2 separate regions of the Mus musculus genome follow, and region 2 is linked to region 1. The links are chromatin contacts, called in public Hi-C maps. All regions are on one chromosome and are shown on one strand. The core of a region is the stretch at or near the end of the contact, and the rest is flanking DNA. Distances in the headings are between cores, read along the strand shown. Region 1 overlaps Zfp622 (zinc finger protein 622). Region 2 overlaps Marchf11 (membrane associated ring-CH-type finger 11).

What was found. Hi-C and Micro-C count contacts between places; a contact is called where the count stands out from the background.
Region 2: a contact with region 1 is called in a Hi-C map of the N1E-115 cell line, with 4 times the contacts expected there. The contact joins two enhancer-like sites. A contact is called at or near these places in 5 of 484 Hi-C or Micro-C datasets (the C2C12 cell line, the N1E-115 cell line, cortical neurons and 1 more), 5 of 115 datasets of contacts at active chromatin or transcription factors (the 230-238 cell line, embryonic basal ganglia, embryonic forebrain and 2 more) and 1 of 9 other capture datasets (adipose tissue).

Annotation. Positions count from the first base shown.
Region 1 is chr15:25,992,268-25,997,223 of GRCm38.p6, forward strand. Zfp622 (zinc finger protein 622) reads left to right here. Exons shown (of 6, transcript NM_144523.3): 5 at 3,839-3,982; 6 at 4,900-4,956. Among named protein-coding and RNA genes, the nearest start is that of Zfp622, 10 kb to the left of the region's middle. Within about 2 kb of position 3,639, at least 1 of the 459 cell types and tissues checked has an H3K27ac peak or open chromatin away from gene starts, as enhancers often do. A contact at or near this core is called in the N1E-115 cell line, where this site is marked.
Region 2 is chr15:26,371,443-26,376,008 of GRCm38.p6, forward strand. All of the region lies in intron 2 of Marchf11 (membrane associated ring-CH-type finger 11), which reads left to right. Among named protein-coding and RNA genes, the nearest start is that of Marchf11, 65 kb to the left of the region's middle. Within about 2 kb of position 3,054, at least 34 of the 459 cell types and tissues checked have an H3K27ac peak or open chromatin away from gene starts, as enhancers often do. A contact at or near this core is called in the N1E-115 cell line, where this site is marked.

The DNA of each region.
Region 1 (4,956 bases), core at 2,389-4,888:
GTCACTGAGTGTTCTAAAGTTAATCAAAGCCCCAAATGGGTATCTCTTTAGGAAATGTCTTCTCCCATTCAGATAATTAAGCAACCCCTGACTGCCTTTTGAATGTTTTTCTTCTTAAGCATTTGTCTGTGTGGCCATTTTGTTTGTGTCAGTTTTCCATCTGGACATCATCTGTCCGGTTCCTTTATAACCACCAGCCCCTTCTTTCTAAAGCATGCTTTACCCTGTGTGGTTCCACACTGGGAGCCATTACCTTCAAGGTATCTGAGAGCTTCTTCTGGTGCCTGTTGCCAAATACTGCTCTCCCGGGTCTCTGTATGAGTGGTGCTTCTGGTACTCCACTCCACCACAAGACTCCTTGCTTTTACACCTTGGGAGAAGATTCATGAATATCTCCTGTGCTCCTAGAATACTGGTGATTCACTATGCTCTTGTAATCATTGTCTTGCTTGTTTGTCTTCCCTCATTTCCTTTTAAAAACATGTAAGTATTTTAAGTAAATGCATATTAATTTTACCTATTTATAAGATACAGTGTGGCATTTCGGTACATGTATATAATATATAATGATTCTGCCAAGGTGACTAGTATATTTATCCTTGCTATATTATTCTTTATGTTGGTAACACTAAACTTCTCTCTGTTGACACTTTTGAAATAGTTGTCCTCCATCATCATTAAGGTATATACATACAGTGCTATAAAACAGTAGAAGTGGCTCCTCCTCCCCAAGCTCCCATTACAGTTGAGAGCAGACTGTCCTGTCTCATTTCATCGTAGTACTGGGTCTCAGATACTTAAAAACCGGATAAATATTTGTTGACTGCTATGGTGGCAGTGACTTTCAAAGGGAAGGCAAACTTACTTGAGTCTTCGGTCTGTAGTAATAAAGGAAAAGTGAGCAGAGGAGGCGGGCAGGAAGTAAGAACTGTACTTGATCTTCTCCTGGGCCTCATTACACATTTGTCACAACTCAGGAAGTAGAAATCTCTGAACAAACCTTGTATAAAAATGTAGTGGCAGCGTGTGGATCCACTAATAGTTTTTTGAGTAAATGACCTCTGAAATTTCTGGGTAAGCTCAATTTGTGTGCCAGCATTAGCATAGCTGTTAGTGTAAAACCAATTTTGGAAGAATCACACACCTAAGAGTTTGCTCTAAACTGGTTTCAAAAGCATCAGTTGTGGTACCTTAAGTGTAGATAATACTCATATTGTGTCATAGTCAAATCAGCAGCTCTACGGTTCCAGAAACAGTGAAGAAAATAACCAGTAGAGGGCGCTCGGAGCATTTCTTTGGAAGACTGGCTTGGGTCAGTTCCTTTGCACTTCCTTCATTCTTCAGTTCATATGGTGGAAATTGGTGTGAAATACACATTGATTTATCTGCCAGCTGGCCAGATGAAGCTGATGTTGTATCTATGAGAAATACACAGTTCATCTTAGAAAGTGAGGTTTGGAGATACTCTCGTATTTGCTATCAGTTGCATTGGGTGTTCCACGGGAATGGACAGTTTGATCAACAGTTACATGATGAAAGGTAGATTGACAGGCACCTCCTAAGTCAGACATAACTTGTTACTGGACAGTCACAGCCTTCTTAAGCTAATCTGTCCTTCCCAAGGCCTTCAGCTTGAGCTGCTCTCGCACCATATATGGTGTTAATGCCAGGTTCTCATTGTTAACTGACAGCAAGAATAGCCCACTTCTCTTCTACCAGCTCTCAGAAGCTGTAAGATACTCTTCCAAATGGTGCTTACAAATATACATGTTGACTTACTGTTTACTAATTACTAACTTCATCATTTCCTCATTTAGGGATAATCATCCTTGCAGATCTGTACCACCCTGGCCTACCATTGTAATTTGAAATCCCAGTAAATCTTGAGGTTTGCTGATAGGACCTTCACTTAGATATGTGTCTTTTCCCTATTAGATTTATCTCACATGGATGTTCAGAGATCATGTTTCCCTGAGTTGAACCACAGGTACAAACCAAGGTCTTGCCATGAAAATGTCCAACACATCAAATAGCTGGTTCTAGAGAGATACCTTTTATCTATCCATACTGGTATCCAAAGACCACAAGATTAAATTGGAAGTTTCTTTTTGTCAAGACCTGAGTCTGATCACAAAACATCACATTTGGGTGACAAGGAAATACTTTCCAAGCATACAGGAGCTCATAAATAACTTGACACTCTTTTCCATGTCAGTTACAGGCGTAGATGTTAAAAGCAAATATAGCCTTCTACAGCTTATGTGATAAACTATTCATATTTGCTTATTTGTCAATTGTTTTATTTACATAAGTTGAAAACTACTCTGGGTACTATACCCAGGGTTTTACCCTTATGTGTTTCTATTTGGAAAGGTATTTGATTGCTTATATCTTAATTAATATTCATCTAAAAAACATAGCCTGCTTTTATTAGTAAACCCACAGGTGATGTTGATGCCACTGGCCTAGGGACCAATCTCTTAGGATAGTATGGGAGAATTACCTTTTGAAAACCATTTTTCTGGTGGAGCCTAGAATTAGCCATCCCAGACAGAGCTTAACATATTTATTAGTTTCCCTGCTCAGAAGTCAAGCCATATGATTTGGTTACTTCTCTATAAATGGCCAGAAAGCAATGATTTTGTGTACCATTCTGTCTTTGTGTACCATTCTGTCTCTAGTAATTGTTTAGATCTGCTTTGTAGCTCAAAAGTCAGTAGAGATGTAGGTGAGTGTGGCTGTGTTCCATTAAAATTTACAGACTAGTGGAGTGGATTTCAGACCTCTAACAGACAGACTTATACTTATAGGAACCTCAAATTGTTCATCTAGTAAATAACTTTACTTATGGGTTTTATTAGTGTAATTAGAGAAGTTGCAGACTTTACATTGCCCCTTAGTTTTCGTAATTTGAAATGTATATTCTCTTTTCTTTGTTTTGAAATTGTATTTACTATGGTTGTGAGTGGGTGGCGGGTATTTGTGTGCATATGCCATAGTACATATGGGAAGGCTAGAGGTAACTCTGTGGGCTTGATTCTCTATCCACCTTAATGTGCTTTCTGGGAATTGAACTCAGATTGCCAGGTCAGCACAGCTTACCCAGCTCTCTGGCCCTCTTTCCTTTTTGCTTAGTGTATTGCACTATTAATGGTAAGCCTGTGCATTGGTGTATACAACCATATTCGTAATGACATCAACATATATTGGAAATTAAAGTTAAGAATTCATTTCTCAAAGTTTTTTTGTTTCACTTGATTTCTGCAAATAACCACAGGTTTAAAGAGAATTTAGCTTAATCTTTTTGAGATATCACGTGGTTTTTCATCATTTAGGAAGGAGTGTATCAGCTTTGTCAATGTAGCTAAATAATACTTTGATGTTGTTAATCTGCCTGTGCATTTTAATATGTGCAGTAGCATCTCTGTCCTTCAGCCACTAGATGCCAGTATTACTCCATTTGTAACAATAAAGACATCTACAGTAGGTATCAGATTTCCCTGTGTGGTAAAATTTACTCCTGTTGGAAGACGACTGGAAGAGAAAACTGAACCAGAAAAAAGATGGTTTCATTTTTGTTCTGGTTCAGTTTTCCCAATATGGCTTGTAGACCTGATGTCAGAGTTATTCCCTGCTTCATCTTCTTTCTCTTGGGGCTTTTTAGCCTTTATATATTTTCCTAATATTGGTCTGTTTTTCCTGTAGTGTATTCCTGCTTATTTCTGTTTTCCTACTAGGATTCCTAAGGCTTGGTGCCATTCAAGATCTTTTGGGAAGCCTTTGGTTTATAACTCTGACTTGAAAGACCAGTGTTTAAATATTGCTCTTCTCAAAACAGGTGCCAGAGTGGGTCATCGCTCCTTGATGAGATACTACAAACAGCGATTTGGCTTGCCAAGAGCTGTGACAGTTGCTAGGAATCAAAAGGCTGTGGGCAGAGTTCTCCAGCAATACCGAGCCCTGGGGTGGATGGGCAGCACAGGTACACCATTCTTATATGCATGGATTTCGTGGGCGCTTGGGTGACAGGTTATCATTCGTGCTGTCCGTCTGACTCCTTTCCAGGGGAAGCTTGAGTCTTACTTCTGGGACTCCCATTATCTCAGGATACTTAGAACACTTAAGTCCAAGACTCCATGACTTAAAAAATTAATATTCCTGGTCTAGTAACTTAGTATGCATCATGAACCTTTCCAGAAGATAATATCTATAAAAAATCTTATAAATTACATGCAGAAATTATCTGGAGATAACTCAGAAATTAAATAGTACCTTAGTGGAGCTGTGGCGCCTAACATGGCATATGTAGTTTCACATTCTAATCTCACGTCATGAACATTATTAAATTTCACTTCTGCTTGCTCATTTGTGCAAGGGAAATGATTAAGAGGACCCACCTTAGAGTTGAGAGGCTTGTCTGACACAATGCATGTGTGAGGTAGTGCACTTACTACAGGTAGCCCAGCCCCCTTTGGCAGTTTTTCCCAATAGAAGTAGATTGCAATGAGTAAATCTGACAGCTGAAGTTATTAAGCTTTGAAACTACAATGTGCTGTTATTTAACTCTCATAGTGTGCTGTGCAAAACTGTCTTCTCTGCTCTTCTGGGAAATAAAGTCCAAATGGAGGTAGTGAAGATAATTTGCTCCTTTCTGATGTCCCAGAAAGCCTAGAGCCTAAAAACGTAGCAAACATCACTGTTTACAAAGTTCTGATATGCACAGTTCTTAGATGCACGTAGATCTCTGAGCCCCATTGCTTGGAATCCCCACATTAGATTCTGTCTTTAAATATCAGAACCCACTTATCCTAAGCCAACTTTGGGAATTCTAAGATTTGACTTCCTCTGTTAGTAAATAAGAGATCAGAGCCTCATTGCTTACCATCCTCCCAACCACAGGAGCAGCTCTCATGCGTGAACGGGACATGCAATATGTGCAGAGGATGAAATCAAAAT
Region 2 (4,566 bases), core at 1,804-4,303, 380 kb after region 1:
GACTGTTGCAGTGGCTCCTTTGGAGTCCTGTAGACTCAGGTGTGTTTTAAAAGGGGCATTGCAGAGCCAACCCACCCACCTACCACCTCCCACTACCACCACCCACCTACCACCATCCACTACCATCAGCCACTACCACAACCCTCTACCACCTTACCCTTTGTGATGTTTAGGCTGTTGCTGCATTGATGGCCTCAGCTCAGACTTTATGTCTTTAGATTCTTCCTGCTATTTACAGCAAGACTTTCCTCCACCAGGAAGCTGTACTGGGCTGGATTGGGCAGGACAACATCCTTTCTCCTAGTCTGTGACTCTAGGACCTGATGCATGATTTCATCCCATTTCTCATCCAGTGGTCATATTGCTCACATGCATTGTGGTATATTTAAAATTGGATGTTAACATTAGATTATTGGACTAAAGGAGTTATTTGAATATTTCTATAGATGTGCATGAAGAAAAACTCAAAGTTCTTAGCAAAGGCAAGAAGGGGAAGATCAAGTTAAAAGAAAAAAGCTGAGAAGTGTTTATACCTTCTGAGGAATGTTTTTATTCTTTGCTAATGTATTCCTTCTGTCCTAGTTGGGGTTTCTATTGCTGCAGTGAAACACCATGACCAAAAAGCAAGTTGGGGAGGATAGGGTTTACTTAGCTCACACTTCCACATTGCTGTTCATCACCAAAGGAAGTCAGAGGAGGAACCTGGAAGCAGGAGTTGCTGCAGAGGCAATGAAGGGATACTGCTTAGTAGCTTATTCTTCCTGGCTTGCTCAGCCTGCCTTCTTATATAACTCAGGGCCACTCACATTGGGCTGGACCCTCCCCCTTGATCACTAACTGAGAAAATGCCTTACAGCTGAATCTCATGGAGGCATTTCCTCAACTGAGTTCCTTCCTCGCTAATGACTCTAGATTGTGTCAAGTTAACAAAAAACTATCCATTACACCTTCTAATGTGTTAAAACTCTATGTCACACTTACTTCCCTGTGTTTATGTGTCTCAGGATTACTGATCTCTTAGCTGGTAGCAATCACTGGCCTCAGACCTTCACCCTCACTGTATGGTCAGAAGTTCTGTCTGGTAGTCTAGGCGTCTCGCCGCAGCATCCTATACTGTTACAGAGCTCTCAGATTAATGGATTCCCCAGTTATCCTGTGAGTGAGTAGTATAGTATTTAAACAAGAGGAAGATGCCCTTAAGGAAAAGGTTTTTTTGTTTGTTTTTTTACTGATTCCTAGAGAACTTTTACTGGAGGGCCAGTGGGGGGGGGGGAACTGAAGAATCCTGAAAAGGCATTTATCTACTGTGTTTAAGTGTTGCCCAAGGGAAGGATAAAATAAACTCCCATCTTCTTCCCTCCTTACAGGGGAGCAATAAGTTGCCTTTTTGCACATGGGCGGTTTCAGTGTTTGTGTCAGTGAATGGGGCTTCTTTGGGTTCAACTAAGAGTCATATGATATCAGGAAATGGCGTGTGGATTGTAATCTAACTGGAAGCTGGATAGTGTGGGCGTCATCAGGCACAGCAGTGATCACTCTTTACCAGATGTTATCTAGAAATGGGGCTCAGGAGGTTCCTTTTCTCAGAGAAGGTATAATGTAGAACCAAAAGTATAACTAAATGTAACCTACTGTGTGTGTGCGCACATGCATGTGTGTGTGTGTGTGTGTGTGTGTGTGTGGAGAGGGAGAGAGAGAGAGAGAGAGAGAGAGAGAGAGATTTTACTTAGCCTTTACTACAACCATATGAAATGTGTTGCTATTTGGTTTTATGTTTTTTCCCCCTTTGTGGTGTGAGAATTGAACTCTAGGTTTTGTTTATGTTAGGAAAGAGCTCTATCATTGAACCACACCCAAGCCTCTACTGTTATTCCATTTTAATGGTGAACAAAATAAGGCCTTTCTTTCCTGAACTCATACAGCAAGAGGGACCTTAGAATCCAAGCTGACCCATAGTGTGAACATGGTAAGACAGAGAGAATCAGAATGCACCGTGCTTAGGCCAATGGTTCTTTTCTTTAGTTTCTGACAGGAGACTAAGTGTGCTTCAAATATTTTGCAGTAGAACGTAGCACACACCAACTAAGTATATAAATGTTGAAGATTCCACTTGTTTTTCTGTTTTATGGACTAGGTTTATTTCAGACTCTGAAACTTAGTTTCATCAGACTTAACTCACATACCATATGTGAGTTTGCATGGGTCCATTGCCTCCATTTGCATGGGTCTCAGTCATGTAGAGGCTTACCCAGCTAGTATCTATTTTAAAGCACTTCTATCATCCATGAAGCACCTCTACTGTTTTTAAGAGTATTGTTTGTTTTGTTTTTATTGTTACAGAATTGGTAAGGCATAGGTAAAAGAAGATGAGGGAAAATCAGATTAAATAGTGAATCAGTAAATTCCTTGGCACTGAGGAAACTGGGAAACAGAACTGGGATCTCCTATAAAGACAAAGAAGCGTTGGCCGGGGGAGAATGAGAAGCTGTGCAGCTCAAATGAATTGGTGGGATGCCAAGCTCTGTACTGACCCTCAGTGTATTCCTAGCATAGTGGAAAGAAGAGCTGACCTGATGCTTCGATCTCTAAGCAACCTTCTTCATCTTGTATTTCGAGGTCTGAAAAGTTTGTGTGTCTGTGTCCAGCACAGTGGCTTTTATGTGCCTTGATCTAAAGAATTTGTTTCCAGAGATCTGTGCCTCTATCGCATGACAAATACCACGAAGATCCTCAGCACAGTGCAGCTTCCGCTCGCCCAGACCCTCCCCAGGTAGCTTCAGCCTATTTTAGGGAAGTCAAGAGTTGTTAACTGCTGTGCCTTCCAAATGCCAGGAAAATTACCTTGGTTACAGTTGGACAGTCTTTGTTTGGGATAGACACAAGGATTTTTTTTTCTGCCATGTGCTGTTGTTCATATGTATCCCTTCCCCAAGAGGAGTAGGGAAACGATTGCCACTCCATAGAGCCACGTGACAGAATAGCACATGGGCTGGGATGCTGCATTTTTGCTCATCTTTGGAAAACAGAAACAGCTAAGCAGGAAACCATCTCTGAGTCATCCTACCACACCCAGAGCCCTCTTTCTTGTACTTATGTTATGGTCAGAGCTTTGTGGTAGAGTCTGGCTCTCTAATTGATAGTGGAAACCTCCTGGCACTTGCCCAGTCTTACCTTCAGACAAGAAAAATCATATTGTTTCCCCAGCAATGTCTTCTTTCCACATGCTTCTCCCTTTCTCACAAGTCTACAGCAACGTCTTCACCTAACTGTCTTTTATTCATCCTGCTAAGCTTGATTGAGGGTTCCTTGACCTGTAAGCTTCTCCTGATGGCCCCAGCGAGTGAAGTGGATCTGCCCACTAATCATCATAGTCATCGTTTCCACAAGTATACCTCGACCTCCTAAGAATAGGAATGTTTCACGCAGTTGGTGATTTCTACACCCATCACACATGCCAAGCATCCAATAAATATACATGGAATGGATGGATATTTTTTTTGTGCCGGGGTGTGTATGTGAAAACTCTATGTGTACTTTTACGTTGATGGAGTCATTACACAGTGTGACTTCTCAAACCTAGAACGGAAGCAAAGTCCTGTTCCAGGTAGTAGATGCTATAGGATCAGCATTCAGCTTCAAGGCCTGTGTTTCTCCTCTGTGACTCACCCTCTTCATGCTCTTCAGACTCAAGGACTCTATTTAGGGCCTCAAAGTAAATAGCTTCATTAGTCAGGAGCATTTGCAGAGGAGATCATGTGACAAAACAGGAAACTTCAGAGACTCTGGGGCCTGACTCACTCTTTTCCTCCCTCCCTCCCTCCCTCCCTCCCTCCCTCCCTCCCTCCCTCTCTCCCTTCCTCTCTCTCTCTTTCCTTCCCCTTACCCCCTCCACTTCCCCTCCCCTCCCCTCTCCCCCTCTCCCCCCCCTTCCCCCATTTTCCTCTCCACTTCTCCTCTGGGAAGGAGGAAGCACCCTACAGGTATCACCCTACCCTGGCATACCAAGTCTCTGCAAAACTAGGTGCATCCTCTCCCACTGAGGCCAGATAAGGCAACCCAGTTAGTAGAATGAGATCCACAAACAGAAAACAGACTCAGGGACAACCTTCACTCCAGTTGTTGGGGGACCTGCATGAAGACCAAGCTGAATATTTGCTACATATATGCAGGGGACCTAGGTCTAGCCCATACTAGTATTTTGGTTGGTGGTTCAAGTCTCTGGGAGCCCCCAAGGGTCCAGGATAGTTGATTCTCTTGGTTTTCCTGTGATGTTCCTATCCTCTTTGGGTCCCTCAATTCTTCCCTCAACTCTTCCACAAGACTCTCAGAGCTCCATCAGAGCACATGTTTGGCTGTATGTCTTTGCATCTCTTTTCATTGGCTGCTAGGGGAGAGCCCCTCAGACCACAGTTATGCTAGGCTCCTACCTGTAAGCATAACAGAGTATCAGTAATAGTGTCAAGAATTGTTTCTTGCTCATGAGGGGGGGTCTCAATTTGGGGCAGTCATTGGTTGGCCATTCCCTCAGTCCCTGCTCCATTTTCATCCCAGAACATCCTGTAAACA